2 separate regions of the Mus musculus genome follow, and region 1 is linked to region 2. Evidence: chromatin contacts called from public Hi-C data. All regions are on one chromosome and are shown on one strand. The core of a region is the stretch at or near the end of the contact, and the rest is flanking DNA. Distances in the headings are between cores, read along the strand shown. Region 1 overlaps Gm41190 (a long non-coding RNA gene). Region 2 has its middle 73 kb from the start of Nefm.

Region 1 (6,043 bases), core at 45-2,544, 250 kb before region 2:
GGGAAGGTATGAGGAAGGCCAGGTGGATACCTAAGCAACGGAAGCAAATATCTCATGGCATTTCCCTAGCCATATTCAATTTTAATTAACAATTTTTCTTTTATTTTCTTTTTGGTACTGAGAATCAAATTTGGAGGCTCTCACGTGTTTGGATAATGTCCTACGTTTGAATTGTCTCCCCAAGCATGTTTTTAAAGTATTTATTTTCAGATGGGCTCTATGCTACTCAGGCTGGCCTTGAACTTGTGATCATTGTTCCCTAGCCCTCCCACTCCCAACTCTAGAAAGCCAGAATGAGTAGTCTGTGATAGCAAACTTGTCTGTTAATCGCCTTCTCTAAAGCAGAGGTGTGCTAGGAGAATACGGTCCAAAGAATCAACTAAACGGGGCTCACAGGGTCTCACAGGGTCTCACAGAGGCTCACAGGGGCTCACAGAGACAAGTAGCAACCCTGAAGCCTGTGTGTCTTTGCACTAGGTTTTCTGCCTATATGCTATGGTTATTAGCTTGGGGGTTTTGTAGTGGGAATGAGTGTGCCTCCAGCTCTTTTGTCTGCTCTTGGGACCCCTTTTTCTCCTACTGGGGTTCCAATTCCAATCTTGATATGAGAGCTTGTGCCTAGTCTTACTGTATTTTGTTATGCCTTGTCCAGTTGATATGCCTGCTGTTTTCTGAAGTTTAACAGAGGAGCAGAGGATCTGGGGGAGAGGAAAGACATAGGTCAGAGTGGCAGGGATGAGTGGAAGGAAAGGAAAGTGACTGCTGCTGGGATGCATTGTATGAGAGAAGAATAAATAAAAAGGAAAAAAAGCAGAGAGCATGCAAGGATGTGGAGCCACCGTGTCCCCTTGACCAGCAGATGCTGAGATGAATTGCCCTTGTTGGCAGAAGACTGCAGCCAAGGCTGTCTGTGATGTTTGCATTTCCAATGAGCTCACCCTGATTTATGTCATCTGCACTGATTAAATGTGACTTCCTTTGCAGCAATGATTTAGAAGAGCTCTGAGCCTCCCTTGAGGCGTTGGATATTGTCTCTGTTGTTGCTCGGGACGACTGGAGATCATGTCCTCACCCTCACCCTGCTGTGGCCATTTCAAGTTGAAGCTGCTCATCCAAGAAGAGCCCTTCTGAGGCTCAACTCACAGCCCAGCTGTTTTCAACCAAACACTCCTAGCAAGATTTCTCTGGGTCTGTTTAGACAGAGTATGCCTCCAGACAACCTGGGCTTGCTGGTCACTGCCTGTTCCAGCTTGCCACCCGGTGGACTTTGAATCTTTATTTGCACATAACCTTCCTATGTGGATACTTTCCCTATTACTCCACAAACACCTCTTCCCAGCTCCTGCCCTAGAGAACAGGCACTGCACGGCAAACCTGGGTTAGTTGGAAGCATGCTACTAGGTCGTTAACAGAGGTCAGACCATAGTTTGCAGTTCAGCAAAGAGGTAGGAGATTTGAACATATATATAGCAATAGTGTCTCTTGAGTTCTTACTTCATGTCATACACGAAATCGAGCCTGGTATATCCTTTGTCCCATTTACAGTGTCACCATAGCTCTTTGAAGCAGAAACACCACAACCCCATGTTATAGTGAGAGAAAACTGTGACAAACACTTCTGTGAATTGGTCTAAGTCACTGATGTTGGTAATTCACCATTAGACATATGATAAAGAGCCAGAAAATGATAAAGGTACCAGTCAGATGGTGAATTCTCCCCCTAAAATTACTGAGGATGGGAGGAAAGAATTTTAAGGAAGAAAGTGCCACTCTCAGATCTGCATTCCATAACACGCTAGGAGAGAGGCGAGCATACAGGATAATGAGAGAGGAAAGAGCGAGCTAAGAGGAAAAGTAATGGAAAAAGGGACGATAAGAAACCTTGATCCAGAGTCAGAAAGATAGCTCAACAGTGAAGAGCATTTGATGGTCTTCTAAAGGACCCAAGTTCAGTTCCCTGCACGAGTCTAACTCTAATTCCAAGGGCTCTGCTATCCCTTCTGGGCCCTGTAAGCACCCAAATGCACACACACACACACACACACACACACACACACACACACACACACACACAGACTAATAAAGTAAATGTTTTAAAAGCTAAGATAAAGAGTTAGAGTAACAAGTTCAGCAAGTATTAAAAGCATCCCACCATGTTATGTCCCTTCAAAGGATTATGGGAACCTTCACAACTATGCTGCAGTCACATGATGTAAATATTTACTTGGTAATCTGGAAAATCTGATTAGTGATTAATAGACCAATTTATTCTAAACTGCTGGGCTAGTGTCATCAAGAAAGAAGAAAATCTCTCTTCATGCATTACACTTAATTCCAAACATGAAGGTTTACATAGTAGCCTTTGCTCCAAAGCTTATTAAGAGAGCTTTGGAAAATGGGGCAACATAAACACAGCATTCCTCAGAGACAGCATGAGGCAGTCTCTATGTAGAAACAGAGCAGGCCAGTGGTCAGGTATCCTGGAGATGTAGAGTTCTGAGTTCATTCCTTTATGAGAAAAAGAAAGATGTAAGTCCTATCTGTGAAAATTTCAGTTTCCTTCTAAGGAGTCCCTTGTTTAGCATTCCCAAGAAGACTTGCATTCAATTTTTCTTTGATTTGCATGCAAACACACACACACGGACACACACGGACACACATGGACACACGAACACACCGGGGGGGGGGGGGGAGCAGGGAGAGACAGAGAGACATACAGAGAGAGATCTCCTATACTTTCATAAAGGCTGCCTAGAGGTTAAATTCTTGCTATCTTGTTCTTTTTTGTAAGCTACAAGTACATTTATTGTGTTAAATTTTCATAAATCATATTTATAATAAAGCATTACATTTAGCAGGCCGGGGAACTGTTAGGAAATGGCAACTAAGCCTGTTTTAAGTTAGAAAAATGGACCAAAGTTTCTATATTATGCTGGCAGGTTGCCTAGTTCTAAAGAGAGACAAGAAGCGATGAGATTATAATGTGTATTTGTATCTTAGTTAGGATATATTGCTGTGAAGAGATACCATGACCACAGCAGCTCCTATAAAGGAAAACATTTAGTTGGGTCTGGCTTACAGTTAGAGGTTTAGCCCATTATTGTCATGGTGGGAAGCACAGTAGCATGCAGGCAGACATGATGCTTAGAGTTCTACATCCTGATCCACAGGCAACAAGGAGAGACTGTGTGCCACACTTGGCCTAGCTTGGGCATAGGAGGTACCTCAAAGCCCACTCCCACAATGACACATTTTCTCTAACAAGGCCGCACCCACTCCAGCAATGTCACACCTCTTAATTGTGCTACGCCCTTTAGACCAAGCATCGAAACACTTGAGTATATGAGAGCCATGCCTACTCAAACCACCACAGTATGGAAAATAATATACAGAATTCTTTAACTGGCTTTTTTTTTAACTGAACAATATATGTTAGCGTTTTATTGTAATGATAAATGACACAAGGAAAAATGAAATTTAAAATGAGCAAAGATTTACATTTGCTTCCCATGGTGTCCAAGGGCTCAGTCATACTCTTTGAGTTCCATTGTTTCTGGGACCATCCTGAGGCTGACACATCATGGTAGGGAGTGTGTGAGAGAGTAAAAGATCTTACCTCATAGATTTCAAGGAGGAGGTGGAAATGAAGACAGTGAGGAAGTGAGGCAGGGACAAGATATTCTTCATAGTTATAGTCACTCATGATCCTTCACAAGCCCTTCCCCCAAGCTGGCTCCTTCTGCCAGCCCCTTCCAATAATGCCATCAAGTTAAGAATCTTTAATTGGATTAATTCACTGCTCAGATCAGAGTTATCATGTTCTAGTCTCTTCTTAGTAGTGGACTCTACTATTTGAGGTCGAAGCTTTCAGTACATGAGCCTTTGAGGGGTACTGCACGTTGACACCATCACACACAGTGAAATACACTTAGATATATAAGTAGGGAGACTTTACAAGGAGTTAAGCTCCATGCAGGCAGTGATCAGTTCATGAAGAACATACCAGCATTCTAGGAGTTAGTTCACTTTTAAACCACAGATTATCACTCCTGAGGCAACGAACATTTTGTCTTTCCTTCAAATTCGCACCTTGAGATTTTGTCTTCAAATGTGTTGCCATTTAAATAGGAGACCTCTGGGACATAATTAGATTTAGATGAGGTTGTAAAGATGGAGCCCTCATAATGAAGTGACTTTATAAGCCACAAAAGAGCTTTGTCTCCTATTCTACAAATGTATCAAGGAGAGGGCATATGTACTCAGAACAAAATGGTGGCAGCTTACAATCCAAGAGAAGATGAGAAGATGTCATTGAAGCCTACCTTGCTTACCTCTTGAACTTAGATCCTTGAGCCTCCAGAAGTGAGAGGAATAAAATTCTGTCGTTGGATTCACACAATTCATGGTATTTTATTATGACAGCACAATAAGAACTATAAGACTTATAATAATACTGATTCTTTTTCCTTGCTTTTGAACTTTTTTTTAAATATCTTTTTATGGATTCCTTGCTCCATGGTTTTATTTTGAAATGATGACAAATTCACCAGTACTTGCTAGAGCAAGGAAGTGCGTTTTCATTTCTAGCTTGTTGTAACTTTTTCCCCCTTGTGTTTTGTCGTGAGTGTGTGTGTGTGTGTGTGTGTGTGTGTGTGTGTGCAAGAAAGAGAGAATGTGTGTGTGAAAGAGGGAGATTATGTAAAGTTTACTACAGCTTCATTTTTTGAAGACTGTACAGAATGTAATAGTGAAATTTTCAAGTTACTATACTCACACAGGTGGAATAAAGCTAGTTTAATCAGGAGATATTCTTTTTTCTCCATCTGATTGTATTTACTATGCTGAGGTAAGGGTAGCAGATCTGTGCTTATATCTATTATAAATACAAGGATAAATATGTCCCTATTAACTTAAGACTTTGAAGATATTAGAGGATTTTGTTGAGGACTTTAGGGTCTCTTATATACATACAAAGTAATTTTAAAATTAGAGTTTGAATAAAAGTGCCTTATGTGATTAAACAATGTTGTTCCTAGAAAATATAGATTATTAACTCAAAAACTCAGTGCTAGTAGAGTCACCTTACTACAAGTTATTGACCAGGGAGAGCTCAGAAGCACCTCAAAGAACACAGGCTATTGCAACTGTTTGTGGTTGCTTACCCTAACTTAGATGGTAAGACCCCATTACTGATGTCTTAATATACTTGTGTTGCAGAACATAGAAAAATCAATCTTGAACTGACCAGGAAGCTCTCTCCCTCTTGGCTAGCTTTCTTTGTTTTTTGGTTTTGTTTTTTTCAAGACAGGGTTTCTCTGTATAGACCTGGCTGTCCTGGAACTCATTTTGTAGACCAGACTAGCCTCGAACTCAGAAATCCGCCTGCCTCTGCCTCTCAAGTGCTGGGATTAAAGGCTTTGCACCACCATCACCCGACTTGGCTAGCTTTCATCGTCCTGGAATGTGCTATGCAAATTGATGGGGAAGAAAAGACATCAATGGCTTTACCAGTGCTTTACTCTGCATGCTATAATGCAGATACAACTGTGAAGATGGGCCTTCCAGAGCAATAGTGGCAGAGCTGATAATGGGTATAACCAATGCTCCCTTGATTTTATTTGGAAGAATTCATAGCTGGTACCATAAACATGGTCAAAAAACATAGCCACAGATACCATGAGCAACTCTATTGACGTTGTTCTGCAAAATAGTACTGTTGTCTAACTGCCTTCTATAGATTTATGTTTTGTTCATAGATTTATTATTCAATTCTAGTCAGAAAAGCTTCTTCTTGTAATGGTTTATTCAGGGATTCATAACTGTTCAAAGTACTGAGAATAAATCCTGGTAAGTGCTCAGCCACAGATCTATATCAACTTCCACACCCAAGACCCAAAGCTTAGTGAAAATCATGGAAGAGACAATAAGAAGAGTGTAAGAGCTGGAGAAGGGAGATGAGCTATGAAATGCTGTCCTCTGTGTCATGTCCATTGAACACATGAACTCACAGTAGCTGTGCTTCCTGCCCAAGACATGCAGAAGC
Region 2 (5,870 bases), core at 2,336-4,835:
CATGTGAAGAGGCATAATTCTAACACATGACTTGATAAACATCCAACAGATTAGCCATGGTGCCTCAAACTTTCTAAAGTACAGATAAAATACAGAATGAATGAGGCTGATCAGGCCCTGAACTGATGCCTTCCTCTAGTCAATGAGGACGCACTGACCTCAAGTACTTTAGTTATGACTGTATTTGTGTGTAGGCTCATTAAAGAGATTATTAAATCAGAATGGGATGTTTAAAATGGACCCTAGTCCAGTCTCATATCTGTGCCAGGTGTAGTCGTATACACCTGTAAATCCAACACTCAAGAGGTTGAAGCAGGAGCATGACCACAAGTTTGAAGCCATCCTTTCCTAGACAGTGAATTAATTCAAGTCAAGATTAGACTCACAGAGATGCTATGTCAAATAAACACAAAACCAAAATGATTGGGGCATACAATGAAGAGACCAGGGACATAGGTACACAGAGATGCCCATTAAGAGAAGCTGCCATCTCCTATACCAAGGTAGAGAACAAACTTGTAGACACCTCCCCCATAGACTTCCAGCCTCTTGACCTGTAAGATAATCAAATACTGTGGTTGAAACCACCCCCTCTGTGGTATATTGCTCTGACAGTGTTGGGAAACTAATACATGGCTCAAAACAGAAAAGATATATCAAACTTCACTTGATATAAAAAGCTAGCAGAAGTGGAAGGGGAGGTGAAGAGAATGCTGACAATTCTAGCCTTCTCATTTTAGACAGTGGGAAACCAAAGGACACCATCTAAATTTTGTATGACCGTAAGCATATTAAAGCTACAAAGACAATCGAGAGAACAGTTACTTAGTAATACGATCTCCTAACATGGACTTTAGGCAACAAATGAAGGATCTCGGAGTGGAATAAAGCTGCACTTTTCTGTATATAAAAAATATACATATTTTTAATTTTGTGTGTATGATGTGTGCATATGAACATACATTTGTACATGTGAGTGTCCATGCACATTTGAGTGTGTGTGCACATATACAGTATGGTAGATGTTAAGTGTCATGTCTGTCTCTATCTCTGTCTCTGTCTCTCTCTCTCTTTCTCTTGAGACAAGAACTCTAACTGGGTAGACTGACTGACTGGCAAGCCCCATTTCTCTCTCCGAAGCACTGAGATTACAGATATCTGCCAATGTTTGCCATTACAACTGAGATTTTACACAGATGCTGGGAATCAAGAATCAAGCCCTCCTGCTTGTGCCGTAAGCACTTTATCAACTGAGCCATCTCTCCAGTCCTTGTCATCTCTTTTGTATTGGACTCTGTTCTGATCACACAAGATCCACTAGGATCCACAGGCAGAAGTGCTTGTGACAATCCAGAGAAATGTGGCACAGGACCGGTCAGAGGTGAAGAGGGGGTGATAGGCAGGTCAGAGTCACCTTTAAGAACAAAAGACTGGGTGAGGGGCAGTCAAGGTGGGGTGATCCTGCAGAGAGCACAGGTGCTCACACAAGGACCCATGGGGTACAGAGCAAGCAGGTGTGGGGAGGGACCTAGGGAACAAAAAGAAGGAGGCATCACAACACAGTGAATAACCACCAGCTAAGTCCTTCAAGGGCAACACGTGTTTTAAGAGGAACATCAACACATAAGACAGATCAGAATTTACCTGATTTTTGTGCAGGAAAAATTTGAAGTGTGTGTGCACACATGCATGTATGCACATGTGTGCGCATGCACACGCATGTGTCTGTACATTTGCATGTGGGAGCCAGAAGACATTGGGTACTGTTCTTCAGGTAACAGCCACCTTCATTCGTTCATTTATCCATTCATCCATTCATTCATTTATCTGAGCCAGTCTCTCACTGGCCTGCAACTGGCTAAACAGACTAATCTGGCTGGGCATGGAGCCTCAGGAATTTGCCCGCCTCCCACTTCCAAGTCCTGGTCCCCAGTACTGTGCCCTGCAATTTTATGCTGATTTCCAGATGAAATTCAGATCCTTGTGCTTGCAAGCCAAACAGCGTATTGACTGAGCACCCTTAGCCCCAGTTGCAGCAGCTTGGAATTTTAAATAGCGTTACTCAGACAGGTCTTGCTGAGCAAACCTTAGTTAAGCACACTTTTGGAAAGGTGATAATAAGGCATGGGTATTCGAAGCAATAAGGTGAGTGCAAGTGTCTGATGCATGTCCTGCAGCATGACTAAGGAGAACAGGGACACTGAAAGGTGAGGATTCGGCTTTAGCCTATTGGAGTTCCGTTTCACTCGCTGACCCCGCCCACTCCCTCAGATCACGAGCACTGTGATGCATGCACCTGCTACTCTTGCTGGTTTCCAGCAGCTATAAGAAGAGATGGGGACAGTCCTCTGATAGACTATAAACAGCTAAGTAAAGAAGAAAATAAAGCGGATTTTAGACCCCAGCACGCTCTGCAAGAAAAATGAGGAAGGAAAGTGAAAAGGCAGGAGTGGGGGCAGGGGGAAGAGGATATTCCCATTGCGTGACAGTGACTAAATAAGTGACATTTGACCTGCTGTTATAATGACAAAGCAGACAGCCCAGGGGAGGTGGGAGAAGAAAGCTCTGGAAGAGGCAGAAGGAATGCAGAGGTGGGGAGTGAATGCCCAGAGGAGTCACTGGCTGATTACAAGACTGCTGTGTGTGTTTCTCACTTAAAGTAACAAGGAGTAGTTAAAAGGGGGATGTTATTAAAAATCCATCCACCGAGGAAAGCAGTAGAGGTCATTGGGTTATTTATTTTGTTTTAATGTGTTTTGTTTGATAAAAGCAACAAAGAAAATTCCCAGAAATATTTTGAGTTGACTAACGATGTTAAAGTGTATAAAGGTGGGTTTGAACTGCAGTGGAGCAGTAGGGGACTTCGACACCTACCATCCCTTAAACCAAAGTAGAGGTACCAGTAAGGATTACTGTACAGAATTCCCGGCCTTGAAAGTAAAATATGCAAATGTTTACACCTTTGCATAACTTTAAAATCATAAACTGACCTATGAATTTCTGAATCCTAAAGAGATATCCACGTGATAATTTTATTATGTTTCTCTATGTGTGTGTGTGAGTGTGTGTGTGGGGGGGGGTGCTGCTGCCATCCCTGGAGCTTGAACAAGGGGCCTTGGGCTTACTAGCCAAGTGCTTCACCACTAAGGGATACTCCTAACCCTGCAGGAAGAGCCCTTTGTCCTGTCATCTCACTGTGGACCAAATTACCTACGACTGACACCACATCCCTAAATGTTGATGCTAAGCTGTTTCTCTCCTTTGTCCTACATGAGAATCCTCTCTGCCTCCTGAAAGCATGAAGGACCTAAGTTAGAGGGAAAGTGGGACACTAAAGAGAAGACAAAGAAACATCCCTCCTGGGACCTGAGATAGGGCTGTTCTGCTAATGGGGGATAAGTGCAAATTCTCTTTAGATTCATCATCTAGAGCAGGGGGCGGTGTGTGTGTGTGTGTGTGTGTGTGTGTGTGTGTGTGTGTGTGTGTGTGTGTGTGTGTTTGCGCGCGCGTGCATGCTCACACATGGAGGAGGTAGCACTTCCCTCAGCCTCTGGAGACCGGTTACCTCACTGAACCCGAGCTCATCATTCTTTCAGGGAGGCTGGCTAACTGGCAAGCTCGAGTCTCCAGTGCCTTCCGTGGCCCCAGCGTAGGGGGAGGGGTGTTATAGAAGCGCACAGCCACAAGGGCTGAGTGCTGCGCCTCGGAACTCAGGCCCTCAGACTTGAGCCACAAGCTCTCTTACCCACTCACTGAGTCATCTCCGCAGCCCTGGTTTTTTTTTGGGGGGGGGGGGGGGGTTGGGGGTTGTTGTTGTTGCTGTAACAACATAACAAAGAGTGAGATTGGTTTTGAACTACAAGAGAGCATCAGGAATTCTTCAAGGGAGTGAAAATGGAAAAGACTGGGTCTAGGAACCGATAGGATCTGGCAAGCACGTGGCTGGGAATGCGCATGAGATGAGATCCAGGCAACTGGGGAACAAGGTATTTTCCCAAGACTCAGAGCCCTTGCTGGCCTGCCATTCATGTAACATGCTGTCTTCAGAACCAGGAAGGGTTAGATTTCACGTAGCATATCCATTATTCAGTAAATTATTCATGGAACTCACATCATCTAAACACACACTTTTAAAATGCAACAGATCCTGTAAGAGGTATTGTTTTCTGCACCAAAAGAAACGTTCGCTTAAAGGAAAAAAAAAATCAATGTCACCTTGAAGCAGTGAGAGCAGCTGCATTAGACCAACTGCAGTCACATTTTAAAATAATTGGCAGCCTAAACAGGGCTCTGTAGAGACTAGAGACTAGAAAAGTGAGAAGGGAACAGAGGGGTGGGAGGAGATGCATTCAATAACAACTAACAGGAGTATAAAAGACAGATCTTTGGCAATAACTTTAAAAGCATGACGTTTGCCTTCAAATCAAAGTAATTAGCAGTCATTAAGGGATAACGAAATAAATCAAGACAGAAAATTAGAGTCACGAATAATCACAGGTCAGCAGTTACATCTATTAACATTTTGAGTTTTCTCTCCCCCTGCGCACATCTCTAGGCACATGTAAATAAATATACATATGTATTTGTAAATGTATATTTCACTCAAAGTATATTACACGCCATACATAGCTTTGTTTTTCACATCACTAAATATCATACACGTTTTTTCTCTGCCTTAATTAACTCTCTAAAGTGCATTTAAAGTCCTCACACTATTCAATTCATTTGCTGTCCCACGGGCTAAATACAACCTTTTTTTTTTTTTACACATTTGGAATATTAGCTGAGTTTGGCTGCAGTTTTCAGTGTTGCTACAAATCACTTGGCAGTTCAGTCCACAATACGACATGATGCCTACATATCTCAAAACATGTCAGAGAGCAAACTAATTACTTGCAGTATATCTTCCCCCTTCAAAAAAAGATTCTATGATTTAAAACGTTTAAAGAAATCTCCGTGGTGCTCATTTGCATTTAGGATGCTGAGTTCTGAGCACTCTACGTAAGCCAGCTTTGGGGAAATTGTTTAAATTATTGAGAATCGTTCATCGCTAGGCGCAACCACTAAAACGCCTCAGCTGTGCATATCTTAGAAATTAGAAAAGTGTGATCGCTGTGTTCGAGTGTAAGCAATCTCCAGGTTCATGCTACTTATTACGAGTCAGTATGCACAAGCCTGTCTCCAAAGTGATGGCAGCAACTAGGGTCAGTCACTTGCCTTTGCCAGGTTGATAAGTAGTGAGTTCTGGTGCTAAGAGTCACTGTAGCTCTTTATTAATGAGCTGATCCTTGATCCACATATACTAAAGATGTGTATTTCTCTGTACTTCTACAGATGGCTTATTCTTGACCTTCATCTATTTGTTCTACTATGGTAATTATCATTTTCATTTATTAGAAATTCCTACCTCTATGTAATATTGATATTTTTCTCTCTTACATTTAAAATTTTTATCTCAGGTTACTTTCTTTGCAATTGCCTTATGGTGTTTTAAAGATTTTAGTTATTTCTTTTTCTGCAAATGAAATTAGCTAATGGTTAACATGTGTGTTCTGCCTTACAATCCTTATTTAAGGCTTTCCCCCACTTAAACAAATTAAGTAAGCTTTACCCATTGAGCTGAAAATATATATCTCAGCTGGAAATCAACTCCAAGACCAACATGCTCCAATCAATATATTTCTTATAAAACGATCGCATTTCCCACAAAAGCAGCAGGAACTAGGCTTCTAGGAATGGACATTATATGTAAGACCTTCTGGACAGTCCTATAAAAGTTTATAGACGAATATAAAAGAAGAGCAGAATAAATTGAGAGATATTTGATGACACTGGACAGGAAGACTTGGTATCATAAAGATATCAAACTT

What was found. Hi-C and Micro-C count contacts between places; a contact is called where the count stands out from the background.
Region 1: a Hi-C map of the N1E-115 cell line shows a contact between it and region 2, with 5 times the contacts expected there. The contact joins two enhancer-like sites. A contact is called at or near these places in 1 of 484 Hi-C or Micro-C datasets (the N1E-115 cell line) and 5 of 115 datasets of contacts at active chromatin or transcription factors (cardiomyocytes, differentiating embryonic stem cells, embryonic stem cells and 1 more).

What each region holds. Positions count from the first base shown.
Region 1 is chr14:68,442,687-68,448,729 of GRCm38.p6, reverse strand. The region is part of intron 2 of Gm41190 (a long non-coding RNA gene); the gene reads left to right. All of the region lies in intron 1 of Gm31227 (a long non-coding RNA gene), which reads right to left. Among named protein-coding and RNA genes, the nearest start is that of Gm31227, 8.3 kb to the right of the region's middle. Within about 2 kb of position 1,294, at least 11 of the 459 cell types and tissues checked have an H3K27ac peak or open chromatin away from gene starts, as enhancers often do. A contact at or near this core is called in the N1E-115 cell line, where this site is marked.
Region 2 is chr14:68,195,391-68,201,260 of GRCm38.p6, reverse strand. No RefSeq gene overlaps it. Among named protein-coding and RNA genes, the nearest start is that of Nefm, 73 kb to the right of the region's middle. Within about 2 kb of position 3,585, at least 36 of the 459 cell types and tissues checked have an H3K27ac peak or open chromatin away from gene starts, as enhancers often do. A contact at or near this core is called in the N1E-115 cell line, where this site is marked.